3 separate regions of the Zea mays genome follow, and all the other regions are linked to region 1. Evidence: chromatin contacts called from public Hi-C data. All regions are on one chromosome and are shown on one strand. The core of a region is the stretch at or near the end of the contact, and the rest is flanking DNA. Distances in the headings are between cores, read along the strand shown.

Evidence for each region. A called contact is a pair of places that touch in the nucleus more often than the background predicts.
Region 2: a Hi-C map of tassel shows a contact between it and region 1, with 2.7 times the contacts expected there. The contact joins the promoter of LOC103629954 here to the promoter of LOC100193155 in region 1. A contact is called at or near these places in 2 of 25 Hi-C or Micro-C datasets (ear and tassel).
Region 3: a Hi-C map of leaf shows a contact between it and region 1, with 5 times the contacts expected there. The contact joins the promoter of LOC100191461 here to the promoter of LOC100193155 in region 1. A contact is called at or near these places in 6 of 25 Hi-C or Micro-C datasets (bundle sheath, ear, leaf and 2 more).

The regions. Positions count from the first base shown.
Region 1 is chr6:125,626,232-125,630,268 of Zm-B73-REFERENCE-NAM-5.0, reverse strand. It overlaps LOC100193155 (U3 small nucleolar ribonucleoprotein protein IMP3-like), which reads left to right and starts at 2,355. Exons shown (of 5, transcript NM_001416316.1): 1 at 2,355-2,655; 2 at 2,792-2,931; 3 at 3,083-3,190. The coding sequence starts at 2,798.
Region 2 is chr6:125,846,985-125,851,021 of Zm-B73-REFERENCE-NAM-5.0, reverse strand. It overlaps LOC103629954 (alpha-mannosidase 2), which reads left to right and starts at 2,132. Exons shown (of 4, transcript XM_008651052.3): 1 at 2,132-3,023; 2 at 3,126-3,275. The coding sequence starts at 2,421.
Region 3 is chr6:125,757,646-125,761,682 of Zm-B73-REFERENCE-NAM-5.0, reverse strand. It overlaps LOC100191461, which reads right to left and starts at 2,121. Exons shown (of 9, transcript NM_001349816.1): 1 at 1,493-2,121; 2 at 1,268-1,405; 3 at 776-855; 4 at 1-4. The coding sequence starts at 2,008.

The sequences.
Region 1 (4,037 bases), core at 1,106-3,605:
TGAAAAAGTTGACTCCTCTCCCCGACACATTTTTCGCGACGTCTCAAAGGCCGCAATTATCCCAATTACAATGGTCGGGGTCATTGTACTCAAGTCCTCCATGTTGTGAAGAATAGTGATGATGCTCTCATATCTTTGGTAGTAGGGAGATAATCTTCCTCATAATGTCCACATCACCTAGCTTATTTATGCCAATATAATTGAGCTCATTGATGATTAGATTCAAACGAGAATACATATTTCTAACAAGCTCATTATCTTTCATAGCAAAAGAATTATACTCATTTAAGGCTAGGCAATGTTTTTGCTCATGGACATTGGATGTGCCATCATGGAGCTCATGCAATTTTAGCCAAATCTCATTAGCAGTTTTTAATGTAAAAACTTTATTGAAAATATTTATGCTAAGACATTCATACAAGTAATTTTTCGCTCTAGCATTTAAATGAATCTCTTTTCCCTCGCTCGTGGTGGGTTTCTCGAGATTTTTGGGGGGTTTCATCCTATCACGAGTGACTCGCCAAACACCTAGATCAACGACCTATAGGTAACAAGCCATTCTAGCAATATAATATGGGAAGTTTGTGCCGTCGAAGTGTGGTGGCCTATGGGTATCCATCCTCTTTCTCTAAAAGCGTCGGCTCTTTTAACGGTGAAGCTAAAATGTTTCAAATGAGACAAACCATGCTATGATACCAATTGAAGAAAATATGTGACACCTAAGAGGGTGTGGATTAGGACTTCTAAAAGTTTCACTAAACTAGGCCACAAATAAATCCCTAGAGCAAAACCTATGCAAATAATCAAACTAGAATGTGCAGACTAGGTTTTGTCTAAGTGTTGCTATCTCTACCGTAATGTCTAAGTTCCAATCCTAAATAATATAAGTATAAAGCCAAGATTGAAACTTAAATGCTTAATATAAATACGGAAGCTAAAGAGCAAGGTAGAGATGCAAACTCTCGTGGATGACGCCGATGTTTTTATTGAGTTATCCAGAACCACGCAAGGTCCTGACTAATCCTCGTTGGTGAGTCTTAGGGACTCGGACGATGAACTCGGGGCGCAGGGTTTATACCGGTTCATACTGGTTCAAGTTCACACTGTACTCCATTGTAGTGTTGATCGTAGTACTGCTTGGAGTGTGTTACAACTGGTGTACTTGTGTGTCTTTTGTCAGAGGAAGAGGGTCTTTCCCTTTTATATCCTAAGGACCTGACCTTACATTGCTATTTCTTTAGAGAGATAATAAAGAAAGAAGAAATCCTTTGTCCGTTGCAGCGGGTCCCTTTCTCCTGGTCATGCGAAGAAGCACTCCTGGGCATGGCGCCACCTGTCGCTTCTGTCCTTACAGCGGGTCTGTGGATGATGTCCCCGAGGTGATGCGCGACAGGCCCCATGGTTGAGTCTCGGGGCTCGACTGACACAACATGGTTCCCTCCCGCCATTGTGGGCCCCAAGTTGTCCTTCCGCGCGTATGGATTGGTCCATTCGATATGGCACCTATCTTGTCGTTTCCGCCATACCGGCTATTGTAGAGGCTCCGGCGCTGAGTTCGTCGGAGAGTTGTGTCTGTGTCTTATCGCCTGGGCTTCTGGCGCCACGCACTGTCGTGGTCGATGTATGTTTGTGGCTTTGGCTCGACGCTTAGACTTGCTCGACGGGGAAGCTGGTCGCCCGCTTCGCCTCACAGACTTACTTGGCGGGGGCCTCGGTCGTTCGCTACGTAGACTTGCTTGGCGGGAGACTTGCTCGATGGACACATTAACATTTGGGTTGGACACGTTAACATTTGGGTATCGTCGTTTGGTGGACTGCATAAATGCGTATTTAGATTCCTTTGTATATTCTTGTTGGAGTTAGCCTGACAGAACTATTGCAATTGGGAGATGGTAGCCGCCTTTTTTTAGTTGAGGGGATAAGAGCATCTCTAAGAGCTCCTCAGAAGTCTCCCCTAAATCAATTTTTTGGGAAAAACATAAAACATGTCTCCAACAGTTCCCTTAAAGTGCTTCCAACTTTTTCATAACACTTAAAACTTCCTTATTTGTAGCTACAAATAGGGTTTTTTGGGCTCCCTATAAATAATTTGCCGCTTTAAGGGATCTGTTGGAGAAATGATTAAAATTTACGCCACAAATTTTTTAGATATCCTTTAAAACTGATTTTTAGGGGTCATTTTCTCGGATATTGGAGATGCTTTGAAAGTTAACTTTTGTATGGAATTTTGCCTCTTTCCTCGCAGGTAACAGGTGCCCAGCGTTTGCGGACCCGTTTCAGCCCACGGGCGCCTACGGTGCTTGAAATTTAGGTCCAGTATCAATTTATGCCCACAAACCACAATGCCAGCCCATGTATCAAACCCTAGGTGTCATCGAGTCCAGCGTCAACAGGCAACAGGTGTCCCAGCCGCGCGCCGCACGCCCTGTTGCCTTCTCTCGACTTCGAGAGCACCGCCGCACGGCATAACGCTCGCACGGCCGAGCCCCGACATTCTACCGCACTCCCTCCGCTGCACCCCTTTCCATTCTACCGCCGGCGACGCCAAAGTTCTTGGGCCTCCTCATCGGCGACTTTTCCGCCGGCGACAGGAAACAACGAACCAAACCACTTCTCTGTCGAGAGGCGTCGCGCTCCTCTCTTCGCCCTCTGCTGGTACTGACTGCGCTGGCTTAAATTGATTACGTCTATTTCTTGTATCGTTGGCAAGTAATCCTCGCCTTACTTGTTCGTGTTGTTCTTCCGGCAGTTATTTTTCTTAACCCGGCTTTCTCTCGATTGCTGCGTAAAGTTGAAGATGAGGAAGCTCAAGTTCCATGAGCAGAAGCTCCTCAAGAGGCACAATTTCTTGGAGTACAAGAGGGAGGGCGGCCACCGCGAGGCGCTCGTCACACAGCGCTACCGCCTCGTGGAGAGGGACGACTACAAGAAGTGGGTTTTTTCTATCCCCGCTATCTCTTGCTTGCCTGTTTAATCATCTCTGTAGTTTGTATTGGATCAGTAGTAGGATTGCTTTATGTTGAATTCTCAACGAAGCATTTGATCAAGGATACACTGAAAATTTTGGACTGTTGGGTGGCAGGTACAATGGGATATGCTTAATGGTGCAAAAGCTCGTTAACATCATAAAGCAGATGGACCCAAGAGACCCTTTCAGAATCCAGATGACAGACTTGATTCTCGATAAGCTGTAAGACTGCTAGTTCACTTTACTTGATCGTGAGATTGTATATACCATTGGTTATGTAAATTTTGAGCTGGGGTTACATCCTCAAGTACCAAAATCTTACAAGTTCGCCTCCTGTGTAGCTATTGATTGTATCTTTGACTGCTTGTAGAGTTAACGGTATTGAACTTCACCTGTACCTGTTTGTAGTATGTAAGGAAAGGCATACTGCTGTTTCCTTTACTACCTCACATATATAGGAACATTTTATAATTGCATTCTCGAATCCTGTGTTTTCCTGTGAAATTGAGATGGTTCTTGTGAAATTTCTGTGTTTCAAATGGGCCCTCAGTGTGTTGAGGTATCTACATATGAATTGTTTGACTGGTTGCTCAGAACTCACTGCAGTGTAAATGTGCCAAAGGTTGCTTGGATATCTGAAATCATGAGATTTCTAATTATATTTCCTGCGTTCCAAATGGACCCTCAGTGTGTTGAGGTATCTACATATGAATTGTTTGACTGGTTCCTCAGAACTTACTCCAGTGTAACTGTGGCAAAGGTTGCTTGGATATCTGAAATCATGAGATTTCTAATTATATGTTTGTATTCTTCCTATGTCTGGTCATACAATCCAATATTGAACTTCACTGCGAAAGAGTCTCTAGCCGATTTGGTTAGGTGGTCTGAGTAGCACTCCTCAGGTTCTGAGTTCGAATCCAGTGGGAGCGAATTTTAGGCTGAGGTTAAAAAAGGTCACTCGCTGGTTCCCATGGTTGTGTGCACGCGAGATGGACTGACCTATGGGGGCGGATCCTCTTGTAGGGGCTAGGAGGGCTCAAAGCATGAGTAAAGATCTGTCCTAAAGGGG
Region 2 (4,037 bases), core at 883-3,382, 220 kb before region 1:
ATTCTCGGCCGTGAAAGGCAAGGTATTGTCGACGAATGTGACTTTGCCTTTCTTAGCAGTGAGGGCTACCTTTGTGGCTTCGTCCAGAGAGGTGTTGGTCCTGATGATTGCTTTTTAGGGGCCATCGTGGGTGTTGTTCTTCGAAGCACAAATGATGGGTGCCAAATGTTGGGACAAAAATCCATGGGCCTAAACACTCGGGAGCGAAACATCAGGTGGCATGACAAACACACCCCATATGCAATGAATTCCTCAACTAAGTCCCGACCATTGTTCATTATTCTAGCATGGCGCAATGCAGCCTCATCTCGATCCTTCTCCTTGACTTCGAAATCCAGGAATGCGTCAAAGGCCTGGCACCTGCCTCCTCTCCGTGCCAAAGGAGACGTGGACCCGTTGTTCCTTCCGGTACGACGAAGTCAACCACCTTCGACCCAGTTAGGGCTTCAGGTGGTATTCGAAGAATGACCTCTTCGTAGGTGAGCACACCTTATTGTCCTCGTCGTTAGGGCGAGGGGGCGGAGCCCATGGTCTCCGAGGTCCATCTCTGCGCCCTCTCTTCTTCCCTGTTTGATTGGCCCTACGCCTGATACTTTGGTAGTAAATTAATATACAAGGGGAAAATGATCGAGGGGGTGTTTTGCCTTCGCTCTAACACTGCAATTGCATCAATATCTGCTTGCGCATACACACAAATAGAATTTATGTCCATGCTCGTGCCCATCGGGGTTTCAGATGGTTTTTGGATATCCGTCGGATATGATAGACATAATCATTTTCAACAATTCAATAACATAATTAATTAAATTTCTTCCTAAATCACCATCATACACAATTAAAAACCTAATAAAAGAATTATTATGGACATTCGGGGTACAACCAAGGGCACTGGAGCTTGGAAGGGACAACTGCCAGCGGTGCTGCGGTCTATGGGACTTGATAGGAGCCACGAGGCACAACGCACGAAGCCAACAATGCTAAAAGGGCGGCCAACAATGGGGAATTGAGAGCGTTAGGCATTGGGTTCATGAGGTTAGGGTCTACTCTTTATTGTGTAATATGAGTTAGCCAAAAAAACTATGGATCGATTGCGAATATCCAATGATCGGATAACCACAAGTGGGAGGTAATATCCTAATCCATACCTGCCCGACTTCGGATTGGATATGGGTCTGACCCATAGGTTAAAAATTGTATCCATGTCTAACTCCATCCGAATCCACTGATCAAGTTACCGTTCCTAGCTATAATGTGGCACCAAAACCCAGTAGCCATCTCGCAGCGCCAACTTAACGCCACACTGACGAACATGACACCCATATGTCAGTGAAGGGTTGAAGCACACCGTTCGTAATTCGGCTTCGTTCTGACTAAACTTACTCATCATAGGGCAAATGAGGTAAAAATCCTACTTTAGTCTCTCTTAGGCATCCATTGTTGACTAAAGAACTAAAGTTTAGGGGCTGTTTGGTTTGCTGCCTAACTTGCCACTGTTTGCCACGACTAAGGTTAGCCAAGTTTGACCAAGTTAGACATGTGTTTGGTTTGAAGCCACGGTTGTGGCAAGATTTTTCTCCTGCTATGTAGGTCCCACTTGTCAATGACGGGTAAAAGTGTGGCAAACTGTGGCGTAGAATTTGAGCGTCTAACCTTAGCCACCTTAGGCAAGTGCGGCATAAAATTATGTGGCAATGTTTTAGCACCATAGGTATAGAACCAAACAACCCCTTAGTCATCCACACGAGATTTGCCTTTTAGGGACTAAAAACGACTAAAGTTTTAGTCACAAAACTTTAGTGACCTAAGGGTGTGTTTAGTTTGACTTTTGGTTTAGGCTGTTACCCCATAAAAACCAAAAGCCAAACCAAAGGGATGGATGCAGGAAGCAGTTTTTTCTAAAAACCGGCTTTCTCGTAGTGCAAAACTGAAAGCACCCCTGGACCTGCTTTTAGTGGCTTTCAGATGGAACCGTGAAAACATATATCGAAGAACTTTTAACAACTTTAGTGGTTTCCATCAAACGATTTTTAGTTTTTTAATAGCTCACAACCTACAACAGCTTTTTACATAGCTCACAGCCTACAACAGCTTTTTTCATAGCCACAACCAAATCAAACAAAGCCTAGATTTTTAATAGCTTACAACACACAACAACTTTTATATAGCTTATAGTCTACAACAGTTTTTTTCACAACCACAGCCAAACCAAACAGAACCTAAACCAAACTGGACCTAGTACATAGCTCTTCCACTCACGAATCCCGACTCTCCAATCCCACCCGAATATTGCTGGGCTGGGCCGGGCCGGGCCGGGCACGGGAGGAAAGGCGCATCGCGCACCCACAGACCCACTCGAGACGACAGACGATCCCGCGCGAGGTCAGTCAGGCCACTCCATCCCGACCCCGAAACCGGCGGCGATGCATTTCTTCTCCGGCAGTGGCGGGGCCCGCTCCGGCGCGCTACTCCCCACCACCTCCAAGCCGAAGGCGCACCACCACCTCCGTTCCAAGTCCTCCCTCTCCGTGCCCGCCTTCTCCCGCCGCCGCGGGGGGCTCTACTCCGCGTCCTCCCCCTACTCCCGGCGCGCCCTCTGCCTCGCGGCGACGGCCTTCGCGGCGCTCTTCATCCTAGCCTTCATCCGTCTCGGTTTCCCCTCATCCCGCTCCGCTGCGCTGTCTTCCCCCACCCGTCGCCGCGCGCGCCTCACCCGCAGCCCCGCCTTTCGCCACCGGGACTCGGCCGCGGCAGCCGCCGTATCGGCTCGGATAGGACGCGAGGCGCCCGTGGATATCACGACGAGAGACCTCTACGACGGGATCGAGTTCAGCGACGTTGACGGTGGTGCGTGGAAGCAGGGGTGGGAGGTCAAGTACAGGGGCGACGAGTGGGACACCGAGAAGCTCAAGGTCTTCGTCGCGCCTCACTCGCACAACGACCCCGGCTGGATCCGCACCGTGGAGGAGTACTACCAGCGCCAGTCGCGCCACATTCTTGATACCATCGTCGAGTCCCTCTCCAAGGTCCTTGTGTTCTCGCCACTCGAGATTTGCTTTTGGGTTTTGGCTCTTGGTGCTCTTCTCCTTTTGACGATTGTCAGGACTCAGGATTCTGCTGTGGTATAGGATTCGCGAAGGAAATTCATATGGGAGGAGATGTCATACCTGGAGAGGTGGTGGCGCGACGCGACGCCCAAGATGCGAGAGGCATTCGCTAAGCTTGTCCGTGACGGGCAGCTCGAAATTGTGAGCGGTGGATGGGTCATGAACGATGAGGTGAGAGGGATGCAAAATTTTGTGGTTTAGATGGGGTTTAAGGAGTAAACCGTAGCTTCTGTCTCCTTGCTTTTGTTTTCCATTGTCATCCCAATATGCTATGCGTCCATCATCTGTCTAGGCCATGAACGAAATGAATTTCATTTCACGTTTTATTACCTGGCTGTCTAGTCGATTACAAATGAATTCCGCCGTGCTTGTAGGACTGATACCGAATTTCATTGTTTCTCCTTGCCCACATTGTGATCTCAAATCTTAGGGAGGTATGCACTTGATGCTTTTGATATGAATTGGTTGTAACTTATTTTGGTCTTATATCTCGTTGGTTTGTGTACTTGTAGTTTCTGTGCTTAGGAGTCGATTCAGGCCTAGTGTCAGGTGTGACTCTTGTGCTACATGGTCACTTCAAGCTTAGAGAATCTACAGATTCTGTGGGCAATTGAGCATTTACATGTTTTAAATAGCGGGCGATAAAATTTACCGGAGAGGCCTGCTCAGCTGCTATAGCCCACTATTTAGTACAATGGTATTGTAGCGACAACTGTTGTGAGCTGGTATAGCGCCACGATAGCCTACATGAACTATCGTGCCCGGATTTGTTTCTCTGGAATTTGCATATATTAGTACACATGTTAAAGAGATTCAACAGTCAGGGTTATGACTAAATGATCACACACAGCACCGGCATGTTTATTTTTTATTTCCTTTAGCATGTTGCTTCTGCTATGAGCTTGTTATTATTAAGCCATTCATTGTTCAACA
Region 3 (4,037 bases), core at 872-3,371, 130 kb before region 1:
AAGGCTGAAAAACAAAAGAAATTATCAAGTTCTCAAATTAGATCAATTCAGTCATGTGGGAAGAACTAAAAAGGACTTAGGGCATGTTTGGATCCATTAACACTAGGTAATAAGCCAATAGCTACTAATTTTTAGCAAGAGGCTGTTTGGATCCACCTGCTAATAGGTGGTTGGATAGTGAGTTGAAAGTGCAGTGCATATAAACTATTAGCAGCTATTAGCAACTCCAAACTAGCTAATGGACCAAATAGATAGCAGCCCGCCAGCTAATAATTAGCAGGTTTATTATCAGGCCTATTTGGATCCACTAGTACTAATTTTAGTTGCTAATGTTTCATGCTAATGGATCCAAAAAGGCCCTAAATTGAAGTGAAAGATGGCAAACAACTAATACCCAAAAGCTTCAACCATAAGCAAGTATCACAGAAACTGCATATAAGGTACTAAGAAGCTTTCAGCAGAATAAATATCTATTTTAAGAAATATAAGTGCATATATATATATATATATATATATATTCTGAAGCAATATTGGAAATTGCATGTCTAAACTACAACTCAAGTATCATATAATTCATTGACCTAAAGTGAAAAAAATATGCTTGATAATCTTAGCAACCTACGACCTTTTTCTTGGATGTCTATATATAGGTTTCATAGAAATGAACAGAAAAAGTGAAGGGAACAGGGAACAGGCTTGTAACCATGACCACAGCAGATAAAAAGGTATAACAGAGAGAACAAAAGAACACATGATGAGTGTACAGATGACGCACGTTCTTGTTGCGATGTGTGCATTGTCGATGTTGCCTTGTGAAAGGTAAAATAGGGCCAGTTCAAGTGTAACCAAGTTTTTCTGTCAAATGAAAAAATGGTCAAGTATCTAAAAATAACAATAACAAAATGGCCAAGCAGGCAGCAGAACATAAGTTATCATGTTTTCCATCCATCAGTATTTATAAAATTAAACGAAAAAAATAGCATTCCACAGGTAAGATGATGACCATCGCATTAGTATTAAAAAATAAGAAGCTTGTAACGCTGATGTAGGAATACATAGCCTTTATGTTGTCCTCCCAAAAATATTCCAGATATGTCCTTAATGAAACAGAGATGATGCAGGCACTAGTAATATAACCCAAGGTATTTGTCCAGTTTCATTCATATATTTCTCATTTCAGTCATACTAGCATCAGCTAACTAGAATACTTGATAACAGGATCCCTTTATATCACAAAAGCCTGACTGACAGTAGAATTAGGAATTACTTTTGGGCAAGAAGGAAACCAAATCAGCTTTCGCATCCAAACATTGAACAACTTCTGCGTTCTGAGGTAGTAGCTGCTCCTGCCACCGTACTGCACGCTGCTGTCCTCAGCAAGCCGCTTATGAATCTCCATGGCCACCTTTCATCCAGCACATGTTCACATCAGAAACACCAACAACTAAAACAAAGTAAAAAAATGCAAATTTTATCAGGCATGGTTGCTTACCACGAACATTCTGCGCGTCTCCTCGTAGGAGTCGGGCTTTCGGTTGCCGCTAAGGAGCGTCGAGACGACGCTGGCCGCGTCGCGCCACCGGTGCGCTCCCGCGAGCTCGTGGAGGATGAGGCCCAGACGCCGGCGGTTGAGCCAGAGAGTGGGAGGCTCCGCTGCCGCGGGCCTCGGGACGGAGCGGAGGTCCTGCGAGTCATTCCGTTTCCCGGACGCCCTCCCGTTGCTCCCCACCCCGGTGTCCGCGCCGGACTCGTCCTTGACGGCAGAGAACACGGGCGTCGGCGTTAGGCCGGCGAAGGACGCGTCCCCTGATGCCACCGATGGGATGGTCTGGGGCGTGACGAGGGGAGGGCTTAGGGGAAGCTGGGTGGGAGTCACTGGGAGGCGGCCTCCACGGCGGCGCTTCTTGCGAGGCAGTGACGCCGGCGTGTGAGCGGTGGGCTCTGCGTCCTCGATTTCTCTCTTGACGGCGGTGTGAGGCGAAGGAGACGGCAGCATCGTCCGCGCCATGACGAGGCAGAGGCAGAGACCGCGGCGGCGGGCCGGCGGCGCTGCACCGTCTAGGTCGAGGGTTTTGCAGGAGTATCATGTCCCCGCGGGGAGAGGAGGGTATGTTTCCAATGGGCCGCTCGGATTACTTTGGCGGACACATCAATGGCTGTTTGGAATAACTCCAGATACAAAAGGGATTTAGAAATTCACACCAAGAAGCTTTAACTCAGATTTAAAATATTATTATCACTAGAAAGTATTAAGAGAATTATATTATAAATCTATTAGAACGATTTAATAGCCCATCAATTACATAAATATTTGCAATTTTGCAACCCACAAGTATTGCTTCTTTGCTATTACGTCATCTATGTATATGATTTGAGTTCATCTGTACCTATGATTTATGGGCCCAATAGCAAGGTAGCAAAGTTCACTAACAGTGATGGCAAACTTGAAAATCCCCCTCAATTACAACCCATAAACAAAGATCTCCACAATTATCTCCATGACTCCCGAAGTGATAGAAAAAGAGTAAGCACCACTTCATTGTGCTCCGCTCGGGAAGTAAGAACCAAAGTCACTATCACCCTGTGGTCTCTCTACCTGAGGCCTACCAGCAAGAGGCAAAGCACTTCTAGGCCTCGCAGGACGTCTTCGAGCATGAAGATCATGAACACCATGAGAAAGACGGTTCATGTCTTTTATGCTCGGCTCAGAAACCCGACGCTCATTTCTCTTCCTCCTAAAGAAAAAAAACAGCCAGATGCCCATCCCTCTCACAATAGTCACAATGGAATCTCACCTCTCTCTTGGGTGGTATCTGTTTGTGAGTTTTGGGCTTTTTAGGTGGATGTGGCTGAGGGCTTCCAGGAAGGGGATCGCTAGAGATGTCGGGAAGGGTAACAAGTGTGTTCCCAAGGCGGTTAGGTTTTGGAATCCACACTTGTTTCTGAGGAGGGGCTCTCACAGGCTCCTAAGTCACACCATCTCTCGCACGGGTGATAGGCTCAGGTGAGGTGATTTTGTCAAGCTTGGGAGTGAATGAAGGTTTCTCTAATGGTTTCAATCCACTCCACTCACCAACCTTGTCACTCCCAGACCTAGAAGCAAAGCATATTCTCGGTCCGCTAGTTCCCCTCTTAAATTGACTGACCACCATGCTGGGATCAATGCACGACACCTAGCTCAAGACCGACCGAAGGTATGTGTTTTCTTCCTCGATTCGGGTCTTGTCATGTCTGCAGGACTCAAGAGCAGACTATAAACCCTCACAAAGTGCACACTGCGTAGGTGCAGGTGCACTTACTAAACTAGCCTTCTCAAGCAGGGCTATCCTAGCCTTTCTCTCTGCTAGCTTAGTCTGCAAACTAAGACAAGCAGTACACGCATCTAACAAGCTAGACCTAGATCTCAACTCGTCATGCTCATCTAGCAAGGTGTCGTACTTGGTTTGTAAAGTGGTGATGTTTGACATGTGTAGGGTGCACCCATCACATTCAGTCTCGTCGGATACCACTACTGAAGCTCTAGAAGACTCGAGCTCCCTAAGCGTGCTCTCATACTCGAATTTAAATTATTTCCTCTCTCTAGCAGAAAGCCTAAGCAACTTGTCCTAATTCGCCAAAAGTAGCATTTAGCTCTTCTATCTCAGCGGCGAGATCATCGGTAGAATGTGATACCTCAAAAGCAGAGTCGTCACCAATGTCCTAACCGTCGCTGTCCATGACATCATCACCAAGGGCCATGGTGCAAAGGCCTCCTACGGTGTCGAAGATGAAGCACAACCCATTTAGCTTGTCCTCAACCCACCTCTCAGTCTCCTCATCGCTCGAGGAAGAAGCAACGTCATCGGAGTCATGGTCGAGGTCGATGAGGAGGCAAGGAAGGCACGCTTCTTGATCTTTGCCTTCTGGAGATATTTCTTAAACGCCTCCTTGTCAAATCCTCCCTTGGACTTGTTCTTGCCGGAGGAGTACTCCCACTTGCCCTTGCATCAACTAGAGTGGTGGTCGCATGGGGCAGCCTTCTGCTTGCCCTTCTTGGG